Linked DNA regions of Mus musculus: region 2 is linked to region 1. A link is a contact called in public HiChIP or PLAC-seq data. All regions are on one chromosome and are shown on one strand. Each heading gives the region's core, a stretch centred on a gene start, on an enhancer-like site or on the middle of the called end of the contact. The rest is flanking DNA. Distances are from core to core; before and after follow the strand shown.

Region 1 (5,967 bases), core at 2,240-4,739:
GCCCAGGAGTTGAAGATGAGCCTAAGCAATATAGAGTCTTTCTCTCTCTCTCTCTCTCTCTCTCTCTCTCTCTCTCTCTCTCTCTCTCTCTCTCTCTCTCTCTCTCTCTCTCACTCTGTGTGTGTGTGTGTGTGTGTGTGTGTGTGTGTGTATGTTTATATCTATATCTAAAATAAGGACTTAACCTTTCCTCTTCATTCAAACAGTGGGATCCTTTGCGTCTCCATTTTATGTCCTTCCAGTGTGATTTGTCACTGAGCAGAACAGTGTTAAGTCTCCAGGTATAAAGAGAGCAGTCTCCCCCAGACCGCCAGCCATTGCATAGACCTGCCCTCCTTGAACATGTCCACTGAACCCATTAGAAAAGTACAAGCACCCAGTCCTGACCTCTAGCCCCACATCCCTTCACTCCACTGTGTACACCAGCGCACAGTCACAAGAGACTGTGCCAAGCGCCTTGCGGAACCCACCATGGGTGCGGCATTTCCTTGACCTACCAGTTTGATGACCCTGTTTAAAGAAACTAAATTTGCTTTAACATGACTTATGCCTGGGAACGCAGACTTGAGCATATGCCCTACTGCCCTGCCTCTGGCAAATACCGGCTGACAGGCCCTGCCCAGCTTGTCAACTCTACCACAGAAGAGTTGAAAAAAACCAAATAACTTTAGGGTGGGGTTGTTCATAAAGGTACGGAACCATGAGGGCTTGGGGCCTGAAATCCCCCCAGAGCAGTAGTAGGTATGTTTCCCAGGAGCAAAGCAGCACTCCCCACCACCAGGGCCCTGTGGAGGATGAGGAAGAGGAGGGAATGCTCTGAGCTGTTACATAACTCATCCACTCTATCCCACAAAGCAGTCTCTGAAGACCTCACTTGCTCCTCGAAACCAGGTCCCAGTCTTCACCAGAAAGCATTGTTTTGGGTGTTTCCTGGGATCCACCATTCCATGGAATAAACTCATATAGCAGAAGAGCCTCAGCACAGCAACCATACCATTCTATCAGTCCCAATCTATTCAGAGACTGGGTACTGCCCTCAGCCAACGGATGTGGCCTTGTCAGGAACCCCTTCCCCCATCACAGTAATATGATACTTGGCTATGTGCTATTACATACAGATTGCCATGATCAGAGCCATATATAAAATCATTATGAGCCAGTCTCTAATCTCTGCTTTGACCCTGAGGGGTTCCGTTTTCATAGCTTCAATATTTTGTTGCATAAATATTAATGTGGCCATCATTCTTTAGTGTGCAGGTGGGATCATCACCAGTACTATGGAGACAATGTCTCCAGGTGTTTCTGTCCACCCAACAAGTAATTAGGAGAGGAAGGGCCATTTGGGGGAGGTGGCTACTAGGGAGCATGCCACCGGTGGAATTCTTAAGGCAACCCCATCCCTTTGGATACTGCAGGACATGTGTGAACATGGGTGCTCCTGAGGATATGAAATGCCAGGTCTGTGTGTTGAATCCAGTTGAGAAAAACAAACAAACAAACCAATGAAGTCTTTTTGCATTCTAGCAAATAATATTTGATATTTGGAGTGAGCACAAATAGCACTACACAGGTGGTGTACTTTTCAAAGCAGGATTATGTATGTTACTTAGTCTGTACCAACAACATACATGTACCCAGATTTTAACCCACTCCTCACTGCTTCAAGACTCAAACTCTAAAAAGCTGAGAGACTTCATCAGTGCTGACAGCACTAAAATTCTTTTTTTTTTTTTTAAATCGAAGGACAGAGATAAGAGAAAATTGGGAAAGCTTTGGAATTCGACTCAAATAGTCTTTGGTATTGGTTCCTATTGTAAAGTAGGGGTCCTTGTGTTAATTATTCAAGTGTTCTAGGTTCATGTCTCTCTGCCACAGCACTTCTATTCCCAGGAGGGTGGAGAGTCAGAAATGACACACAGAACACACTTGGCATGAACAAGTTAGAACTACAACACCACAGAGCTATTAGTTAAGTCTTCCAGTAGTGAGCCTACCTCAAAATGCATACGGCATGCAGTGTTGTTCAACATAAAGGGAAGGCTGGGCCACTGGGGTCCCCATACCTGAAGCCAAGGTTGACATAGGAGCAGCACCCATATAAAACTGCTAAAGGATGATCAAGGAAAAGGAGTTCAAAAATGAGAGGCCTGGGAAACCCTGCTTGAGGGGGAGAAAGTGGTTGAACTTGGTAGTTGTCAACATTCCCAAGTTTATATCACAGAGCCTATCCATCTAATACTTGTGAGCTGCCTGCCTGGAGCTCTGTTCTTGAGTGAGTGCAATTCCAGCCTCTCTCTGAGGTAGGGAGATCAGAGACAGGGAGGCAAATAAATGAGAGCCTGAAGAGGCCTCCATTCTACAAAATTTTACAAAAACCACAAGAGTAATTTTTCTTATATAAAACTCAAGTTGAGTGGCGGACATGACGGTACATGCCTGTAATTCCAGCACCTGGGAATGAAGCAGAAGAATCTCAGATTGGAGGCCATCCTGGTTTACGTAAGGAGATCCCGTCTTTAAAGGGGGAAAGGAAAAAAAAAAAAGAGCTAAAATAAACTGCATTAGATGCCACTTTCATTCTTGGTATACAAAAGAAAAATAAGAAATGAGGAAGCTCTGACCCAGGCTACAACATGGATAAACTTTGAGGAAAGTTTGCTAAGTGACCTAAGCCAGTCACAAAAATGACAAATTCTGCATGATTAGACCTTGGTGACGTACCTGAAACTACCAAATGCATGGACAGAAAGCAGAATGTGGTGGTCAGGGACTGGGCTTGGGGGAGGGTTCTAGTGCTCAGTGAGCTCAGAGTTTCAGTGCACAGGATGGAGAAGTGAGGTTCACAATCAAGTACACATATTGAATTCCACTCCACTGAACTTTGTGCTTTCAAATTGTTAAGTAGCAAGTGTCGTGTTCTATGGCTGACGGGCCTCACTACCTGAGTTGGATCCCTAGAACCTACATGGTAGAAAGAGAGCAACAAATCCCAGAAGTTGTCCTTTGAACTCCATACATGTGTCATGGCACACACGAGTGGGCACACACACACACACACACACTCACCCACATTAATTTAATCGATTTATTTTAACAAGTTAGAAATTTCACTATGACAGTGAAATTGCAATCTCTGACCAAGGAATAAAGATTACCAACTCAAGGTCAGCCTGAGCTATGCAATGAGATTCTATCCAGAAATTTAAAAAAAAAAAAAAAGCAAACAAATAATTTTAAAAAAATGTTCTATCAGCTGTTATTTTCTAATTTTTTAAGAATGTCATGGATACTTCTTAGACACTGTAACCTCAAAGTCACAAAACATGTCCTTCCTATCCTGGCCTCTCAGTCACCATAAATATCCACTGGAGTCTAAGGTGCTTCGTAAGATGCTAGGCTTTGCCTGAAGCAGTGGCTTCTCTTCTCTCCGGCATTTAGTTCTGTTAGGTAAGGCTGCCAGGAGGCAGCTCAGAAAACTCGGCATACAACCGACTCCAACAGCCCTCGGCTGGGCCCTGGCCAGACATTTGGCAAAGGTTCCCCTCGACTGGCATGCTTGCACAATCCGTTCTACAAAATGTTTTCTTAAAGGATCTCTGCCCATAAATGCAACACAAACAACCTGCCCGTGAGTCACAGGACTTGAACACACGCTAAGTCCATGTAATAATCTTTATGTAGTTTGTTTCTTAGTCATTGTCTGGCCCATTAGGCAAATATGCACGGTGCGTTTCTTTGAAAATAATCAGAGCCTCCATAGAAACTATTGGCTGTAAATAGACCAAGCAATAAAGAGTTCCACAGTGAGTTTAACTAAAGGAATTTTTAAAAGATAAGAGCAGGGTTGCCGTCCCAGGGAATCAAGGAGCTCCCCAAGTGTAACTGATCATCATTCAGTGCCTTTTATGACTTAGCCAAGCACTTGAGACAAACACTGAAGTCTCTGGCTGAGGTCAGCTTTGCTTAGAACAAAAGGCCATAATGCCTAGTGGGAAGAACACAGAGTCCAGCTTTCTAGTTTTTGTTTGGTTGGTTTTGTTTGTTTGGTTTTTGTTTTTGTTTGTGACCCCTGAATCTACTTTCCTCTTTCCTCACTTTCAGTGCAGTGTTCGAGGACTTACGGTAAAATGGAAAACTCGGTGCCTTTCTGTAAAATGAACTTTGTGTTAGTTAGATGAGTTTGCGCAACTCTCAGCTAATGTAAACATTTGAGGTTGGCAGGCTAAGCGGTGATATTATACGCCGTAGCTATCTGTGGGAGTTGTAAATGACTTCAGCTTTTGATATTTTCGACTTACTAAGGTTTCTTTAAGTTGTAGCATCAGTTGATAAAAGAAAAAGAGAGCCGGCCATGGTGGCATATGCTTGCAACTTAATAACTATACTCTACTCTCTGCACTGGGGAGGCTGAGGCAGGAGGATATAGATTTTTAAAGTTAGCCTGAGCTAAACAGTCAGACCCTGTCTCGGAAAAATGAACATTTTAGAAAGAGAGAATTTTAGTATAATTTAATTGAAAAATTCAATAACTAGGGGGAGACAGAAACTGTCACCTACACAAAATATTCATACTCACCTTTCACACACACATATGCTCACATACTCATGAACACCACATCACTCATAGACATAGTCTCATGTACACTCATACATTCCTCACAAAAAGACACATACATTTATACACTCGCACACTACACAGATTCACACTCCCATGAATACATGATTTCCCACACACATCACATTAATACACACACACACACACACACACACACACACACACGCGCGCGCGCGCGTCTCAGGGCAGGGCAGAAAGCAGACATCAACATCTATGTTCACTCTGAGCCATGACAGACAGCATCCCTTGATGGTGACACTCCTTTCCCTTTCAGCCCAAATTCTCTTCCGGACACGATTTCTCTGACTTCTCACTTGTTAGGAAACCTGTGTGCCCTCCTTATTCATGAGCCTTTCTTCTTCAACCTAGGTCTTAAGAGGTTAAATCAAGCACAGATGAATGCCACATAGTGGAATGTGATTCATTTTTACAAATCTATCAAGGAGGAAAAACATGCTAACATGGACAGGTCGCATGAGGCTTCTTCAATGCCATCCTGGTTATTCCAGTGGATGATTATTCCATGGTGGCATTGACCTTGACGCCAGTACCCCAAAGTGAACACAAGACTCGAATGTGACTGGCACTTCTGATGTGGGTCAATGAGCTAATATTGATAGTCTGAGTCTCAAACATGCAGAGGAGCAATGGGGTAGTCCTGACACCCAGGGCTTTCAGCCTTGTTCCAGGGCTCCCTGCAGCCAGTAAATCTTGGCTTTGACAATTGATAGCTAACATGATTAAAGACCCAGGTAGGACACAAAATGCCAAAGGAAATAAAAACTTCCCAACAACCTCTTTAAGGACCATCATGTACAAATCCTTTTGCTACATCATCACAAAAGAGTGACAGAGTCCAAAGTCATCTTGGTGTGGAACTATCACGTTCTTCTTAGCAGGTCTGTGCAACACATAGGATAAAGAGGCAAGGAGCAATTTCTTCTGCCCACATCATCAGATGTAATGTAACCAGAGGTAGGGGAGATTGCATGAGTCTGGGTCAAGGGTCTTGAGCCCCACAGTGAACTCCTGAATCCTTCTGTCTCACTTCACAGACACTCCTGAACTTGCTCCCCGTTCTGATGGAGCCCCTAATGAGTACCTGGGTCTTCCTATAGCTTTTCTACTCCTACATGTAAGTAAACATACCTCACACTTTAATGAGAATAGTATCATGAAACCAAAATGGAGACAAAAAGTAGCAGTGTATGCCTCTTTCAGAGGGAGAGGCAAGCATATGAAAAGAAAGAGGCCTGGGAAAGGCCTCCAGGCTGTGGAAAAGCTCAGCTGTTCTGATTTCCACTAAACAGGAACTACAGCAATTCTATGGCCACATGGCACCAGATTTTCTA
Region 2 (5,967 bases), core at 999-3,498, 1.7 Mb after region 1:
CCTTTACTGATGATTGAATCTACAACATGTGAGCTTTCAACATTTTCAGTCATGAAGCAGTTGTGGCCCCTTCTCTAGTTCTGAAACGAAGTGATCCTCCAAATTTTTATCATCTCATTGTGCTAAGTGTCTTCCTCTTACTTGCATTGATTGAAAGAGAGTTTACATTTCTCCCTTTCACATAACCATGATGATCTATTTGGCACACTTAGGCTCATAAAGATATTACAAATCCCAGTGTACATCAATTTTGAACTTCCTCATCACATTCTCTTAGTCCAAAGAACAACTACAAAGAATAAATTAGAAGGCAGCACCTGAAAGCAAACCCAGCAGAGTGGTGCACGAGAGATGATTAATAGTTTCAACTTGATGGGTTCTAGAATCACTTGGAAGATGAGGCACACCTGTTAATTAGGTAAATTGAGATGAAATACACATCTACAGAAACATTCCATGGGCTGGGGTTCTAAATGAGTAAAAAGAAGAATTTGAGCTGAGAATACTTTGCTTTCTGCTTCCAAACTATGAATGCAATGTAACTAACCTCAAGTTCATGCCATGGTCTGTAACTTTGAACCATGAGTGAAAATTAATCTTTTTTTTCCTTAAAATGCTTTCCTAAGTTATTTTGTCCCAATAATCATTGATATTACTAATTGTTCATAGGCTTGAACAAGTGTATGAAGATGTGTGTACAACATTGTGGCACTGTCAGAACAAGATTAACTATGCTAAAGCCATATGTGTATTGCTGTGAAATCCCTCACCAGGCTCACAACTCCTGCCCACCACTGATCTTTTTACTGCATAGTTTCACTTTTTCAAGAATGTCAAATCACTTGAATTGCATAGAATGTTCTTTTTAATCCGGGAACAGACACAAAAGGCTCTTTGACATCTTTGTATGATCTGGCATCTTGTTTTCAGGCATGACGAACAGTCCATAGTGTGGTTGTGAGATTTTGGTCTTTTCAATTGAAAGTGTACTGACTGGTTTTGTGTGTCAACTTGACACAAGCTGGGGTTATCACAGAGCAAGGAGGCGCCCTTGAAGAAATGACTCCCTGAGATCCAGTGTGGGGCCGTGGATGTGTGGGGAAGAGGGGAGTAGGAGAGAGTGCCCACATCCCTCCAGAATTCCTGTGCTCTGAGCAGGCAGATGCAGGAGAACTGGTGGATGCTTTCCACGAGGCCCTGCATGGGCATCTGGCTGTGTGAAGCCACTGACCCCATATGGCAGGGGGTGGACAAGGGGCAGCCCCTGGTACCAGGTTCTCAGTCTCTGGCATCCCATGCTGGATATGGCAGAGGAGCTGAGAAGAGAATAGGGGACCCAGGTTGGTACTCGGCCCTGGAGGGGAAAGGAAGAGAGGTCAGGGGGAAGGGGGGCATTGGGTGGTTTCTGCGCAGGCGAGAGTCCTTCAGAGACAGTCTAGGGTCTCAATAATCATTGATATTACTAATTGTGCACAGGTTTGAACAAGTGTATGAAGATGTGTGTACAACATTGTGGCATTGTACAGAACAAGATTAACTATGCTAAAGCCATATGTGTATTGCTGTGAAATCCCTCACCAGACTCACAACTCCTGCCAACCACTGATATTTTTACTGCATAGTTTCACTTTTTCTAGAATGTCAAATCACATTTATTTATTTATTTATTTATTTATTTATAGGTTTATTGTAGAAAGGCAGGGGGAAAGAGAGATGATAAAAAGAAAGAGAGAGTCCAGCCATGGCGAAGAGGAGAGAAGGAGGAAGGGAAAGAGAGAAAGAGAGTTAGAGAGTAAGAAAGGTGAAGGCTTAGAGAGAGAGAGAGAGAGAGAGAGAGAGAGAGGGAGGGAGAGGTAAAAGTATACAGAGAGAGAGAGAGAGAGAGAGAGAGAGAGAGAGAGCTTAGAGAGTGAGGAGGGGCCAAACAGCCCCTCTTATAGTGGGCTTTGATCTTGCTGTTGCTAGGTAACTGTGGAGAGGAGTCAAGCCAGAAGGCCAGAAGCTTGGTACATTGTGTATGTGATTAATAGCCACATGCCTCTCTGGTGGGGGCTGTGAGGGCGGTGACTTCTATAGGATCCAGGGGTTCAGGAGACATGATTGAATGCCTACTGTCCCATGTAGGTGGAAATTACCACCACCCGGTACCACTGGGTTTCAAGACCTCAGCTTGACTGGAGACCAGGTTGTCTACGCATGGTCCATTGCCCCACAATCCAGCTGTAAGGCATTTACTCAATTAGTCATCAAGGGTGTGAGAGTCCATCGTGAGTGGTGCCATTGCTTGGCTGGTAGTCTTGGGCTCTATAAGAAAGGAAACAGAGCAAGCCACGGAAAGAAAGACTGTAAGTAATCTCCCTCCATGGACCTGCCTGACCTGCTTGAGTTTCAGTCCTGACTTCCTTTGGTGATGAACAGCAACGAGGAAGTTTAAGCTTAAAAAATCCTTTCCTCCCCAACTTGCTTCTTTGTCATTATGTTTGTTTAGGAATAGAAATTCTAAGACAGAAGGCATTCAGCTATATCTCCACTGCCATTTGATCAAATACCAAATCTTGTGATTCATAGGCTGGGTGTGATGGTCTACCCAAATTGACTCATGAAATTAGTTTCATACTGGCGTTTCTCTTACCTTTTTTAGTCTAGGGACACTACTATAGGTTATTAAAATATATATAAAAACATATGATCACATTTGTGTTTTACAAAGGTTGCTAGCCACATTTTGACTTGTGTATATCTTGGGAACTTGCTGTTATAGGCAATGGTGAGAAAGAGGTGTTACTTTGATTCAATGCAACTCATACACCAAGTCAGTGCAGAAAAAAGAAGTTACTTGTACTTGTACTCAAGACACTATTGATTGATCAGAGACTCGGATGAGATTCAGGAGCTGAACTGTGGTTTTTAAGTGCAAACCCCAAAAAAGCCACAATGATGTGTGCCAAATTACATTTGCATTTCCCAGCCATCAGGATTCAGGGGTTAGGGGACTTTCCAAGAAACATTTATTTATGATACACTTACACTGTCCTGTTCCGATTTCTTTGTTTATGCATCCATGGTAGGGAAACATGTCCAGCATTCATGTCTCAACTTGCCAACTAGGAGGTCAGTCACCCAGGGAAGTCTTGTGATTTTAAACTTTGATTCCCCATCTCAAAATGGAATTTCTATTCAAAATGCCTTTGGTTTGGTTGGGATCACGACAGGCAGAACACACAGCCCCTAGGCACACATAATAATATTCGAAGTTACCTGATAAGGTTCAAAGCTTTGATTCAGAGGCTTACATTTACACAAAGGAGTACTATTCAGCTATTAAAAAACAATGAATTCATGAAATTCTTAGGCACATGGATGGAACTAGAAAATATCATCCTGAGTGAGGTAACCTAGTCACAAAAGAACATACACATTATGCACTCACGGATAAGTGGATATTAATCCAGAAGTTCAGAATACTGAACATACAATTCACAGGCCACATGAAGCTCAAGTAGAAGGAAGACCAAAATGTAGATACTGCAGCCCTTTTTAGAAGGGGAATCAAAATACCCATGGGAGGATATACAGAGACAAAATGTGGAGCAGAAACTGAAGGAAAGGCCATCCAGAGACTGTCCCCATCTGGGGATCCATCCCATATATAGTTACCAAACCCAGACACTATTGTGGATGCCACCAAGTGCTTGCTGACAGAAGCCTGATATAGCTGTCTCCTGAGAGTTTCTTCCAGTGCCTGACAAATACAGAAGTGAATGCTCACAGTCATCCATTGGACTGAGTACAGGGAGGGGCTAGAGAATGTACTCAAGAAGCTGAAGGGTTTTGCAGCCCCATAAGAGGAACAACAATATAAACCAACCAGTACCCCCCAGAGCTCCAAGGAACTAAACCTGGGTACAAACCAAAGAGTACACATGGAGGTACCCATGGCTCCAATTACATATGTGGCAGAGGATGGACTTGTGGGACATCAATTAGAGGAGAGGCCCTTGGTCCTGTCAAGACTCGATGTCTCAGTGTAGGGGAATGCCAGGTCAGGAAAGCAGGAGTGGGTGGGTTAGTGAGCAGGGTAGGGGAGATGGGATAGGGGGTATTCAGAGGGGAAATGAGCAAAGGGGATAACATTAGAAATGTAAATAAGAAAATATCTAATAGAAAATGCAAAACGAAAGAACGAAAGAATGAAAGAACGAAAGAACGAAAGAAAGAAAGAAAGAAAGAAAGAAAGAAAGAGGGAGGGAGGAAGGAAGGAAAGAAGGGAGGACGGGAGGAAGGGAGGAAGGGGGGAAAGAAAGAAAGAAACAAAGAAAGAAAGAAGGAAGGAAAGAAAGAAAGAAAGAAAGAAAGAAAGAAAGAAAGAAAGAGAAGAGAAGAAACCAGTTTCAGGCCCACTCCACCATGCACAGTTATGGAACAGATATTGCAACTATCTGTGTCAAAGGCAAAGCTAGATGTTAATTAAAATTGTAAGAAGCCACTTTAATTGTAGCAATAAGTAATAGGGTCCAGCATAAAACAAACACAACTTTGTGAATAGATGCCTGGAAGCTTTAATAATTGAAGAAGGAAAGAGGATAGGATAGGGAAAGGGCATGGGTTTGTCTTTGTACTTAAATACTGCCAAAGACAGGAGAATGAAGGAATAACACCTAGGATTGGGAGAACTGGGCCCATGGTGTAATAAATATTGGCAGAAGTAATTGTTTGTGGTGAAAAGAAATATGAAACATTGCCCCTGTGACTTTGATATCTGTTTAAATCGTTTTGATAATATTTGGAGATTGGCCTCTAAAGAGAGAGTAAAGTTAAAATGAGGTCATGAGGGTGAAATCTTATCCAGTCTGACAACTGTCCTTTACATAAAGGAGATTGGGTCACAGCAAACAGGAAACACACTGTGGGAACACAGGGAGTAGCTGCTATCTAGGGGCCATGGAAAATCATATATGTCAACCCTTTAATTTTTAGGCTTTAGCTTGTTGAACAGGAAGAATAAAAACCTTGTCATTTATAACACACAATCAGTGCTGTTCATTACATCCACCTACCTAACTAGCACAAGTCCCCATGCCATTTCTGAAGCAAAATGGCACTGCCTCATAACTCACTGTCTCACCATGTTTTCTGGGCAGGTTTGCTCTGTAAGTCACATACCTCCATACCTAAAGCACTGCTCCCAAGAAGAGCCTCACCTGGTTTCTTTCTCAGGTTTCATAGCCAAACTTGAACAAATGTGCTAAGAAACTTCCGGGTCTTGGAAGGGGAGCAGTCCAGTATACTTTGCTGAGGCCAATTAAGAACCAATAAACAGACAGTGAGGTCACAGGTATACTTGATTCCAAATCTTTGCTGCTTCTGAACCAAGTGATCTTCAGCCTTCCATTTAACAACAAAAACCTATGTGGGGCCAGGAAGTCGTGGGGTCTGGAGTAAAATTATGGTTGAGGTATGTCCAAACAGAAATCTCATCTTGAAATCTTTAGGAGGAGGGCCACAACCCCTATCGGCCCTGGGTCTACAGCATACACAGCCCTGTACCCCTATCATTGTCCTCTCTCCAAGAGGTCAAGTAGCCAGTAGCCACATTAAGATTTCTCTCCCCTGGTCATGTCCAGCAGCACCTAGCATTCCTCCTTATGAAAATGATGAATCCCTACTACCCTGGCCACAGCCTATGATGGACACTCACCCCATAAGCCCCATATCCTCCAACATTTAAGGAATATTACTTACCCCCATTTTATGAGAAATTTTATTGAAACCTCTCTCCCAAGTATTTGTTCTAATTGTTATCACAGCCACCTGAAGTTTCTTTCAGCCCCAGCTGTTCATTCACCCCCTTCTCCCCTCAACATATGTCACCAGTTGTTAAACCAGGGTAGTTACTTTGAGATTTAACCAGATCAATTGACCATCAGTGATCTTTAGGTGCTGTAAAATGAGGGTGATCCCAGAAAT

The links. HiChIP or PLAC-seq counts read pairs in DNA pulled down with a chosen protein or histone mark.
Region 2: a contact with region 1 is called in a FOXA1 HiChIP or PLAC-seq map of pancreatic cancer cells. The contact joins two enhancer-like sites.

Annotation. Positions count from the first base shown.
Region 1 is chr13:31,514,977-31,520,943 of GRCm38.p6, forward strand. No RefSeq gene overlaps it. Among named protein-coding and RNA genes, the nearest start is that of Foxq1, 40 kb to the right of the region's middle. Within about 2 kb of position 3,490, at least 61 of the 459 cell types and tissues checked have an H3K27ac peak or open chromatin away from gene starts, as enhancers often do. A contact at or near this core is called in pancreatic cancer cells, where this site is marked.
Region 2 is chr13:33,180,188-33,186,154 of GRCm38.p6, forward strand. No RefSeq gene overlaps it. Among named protein-coding and RNA genes, the nearest start is that of Serpinb9d, 9.8 kb to the right of the region's middle. Within about 2 kb of position 2,249, at least 2 of the 459 cell types and tissues checked have an H3K27ac peak or open chromatin away from gene starts, as enhancers often do. A contact at or near this core is called in pancreatic cancer cells, where this site is marked.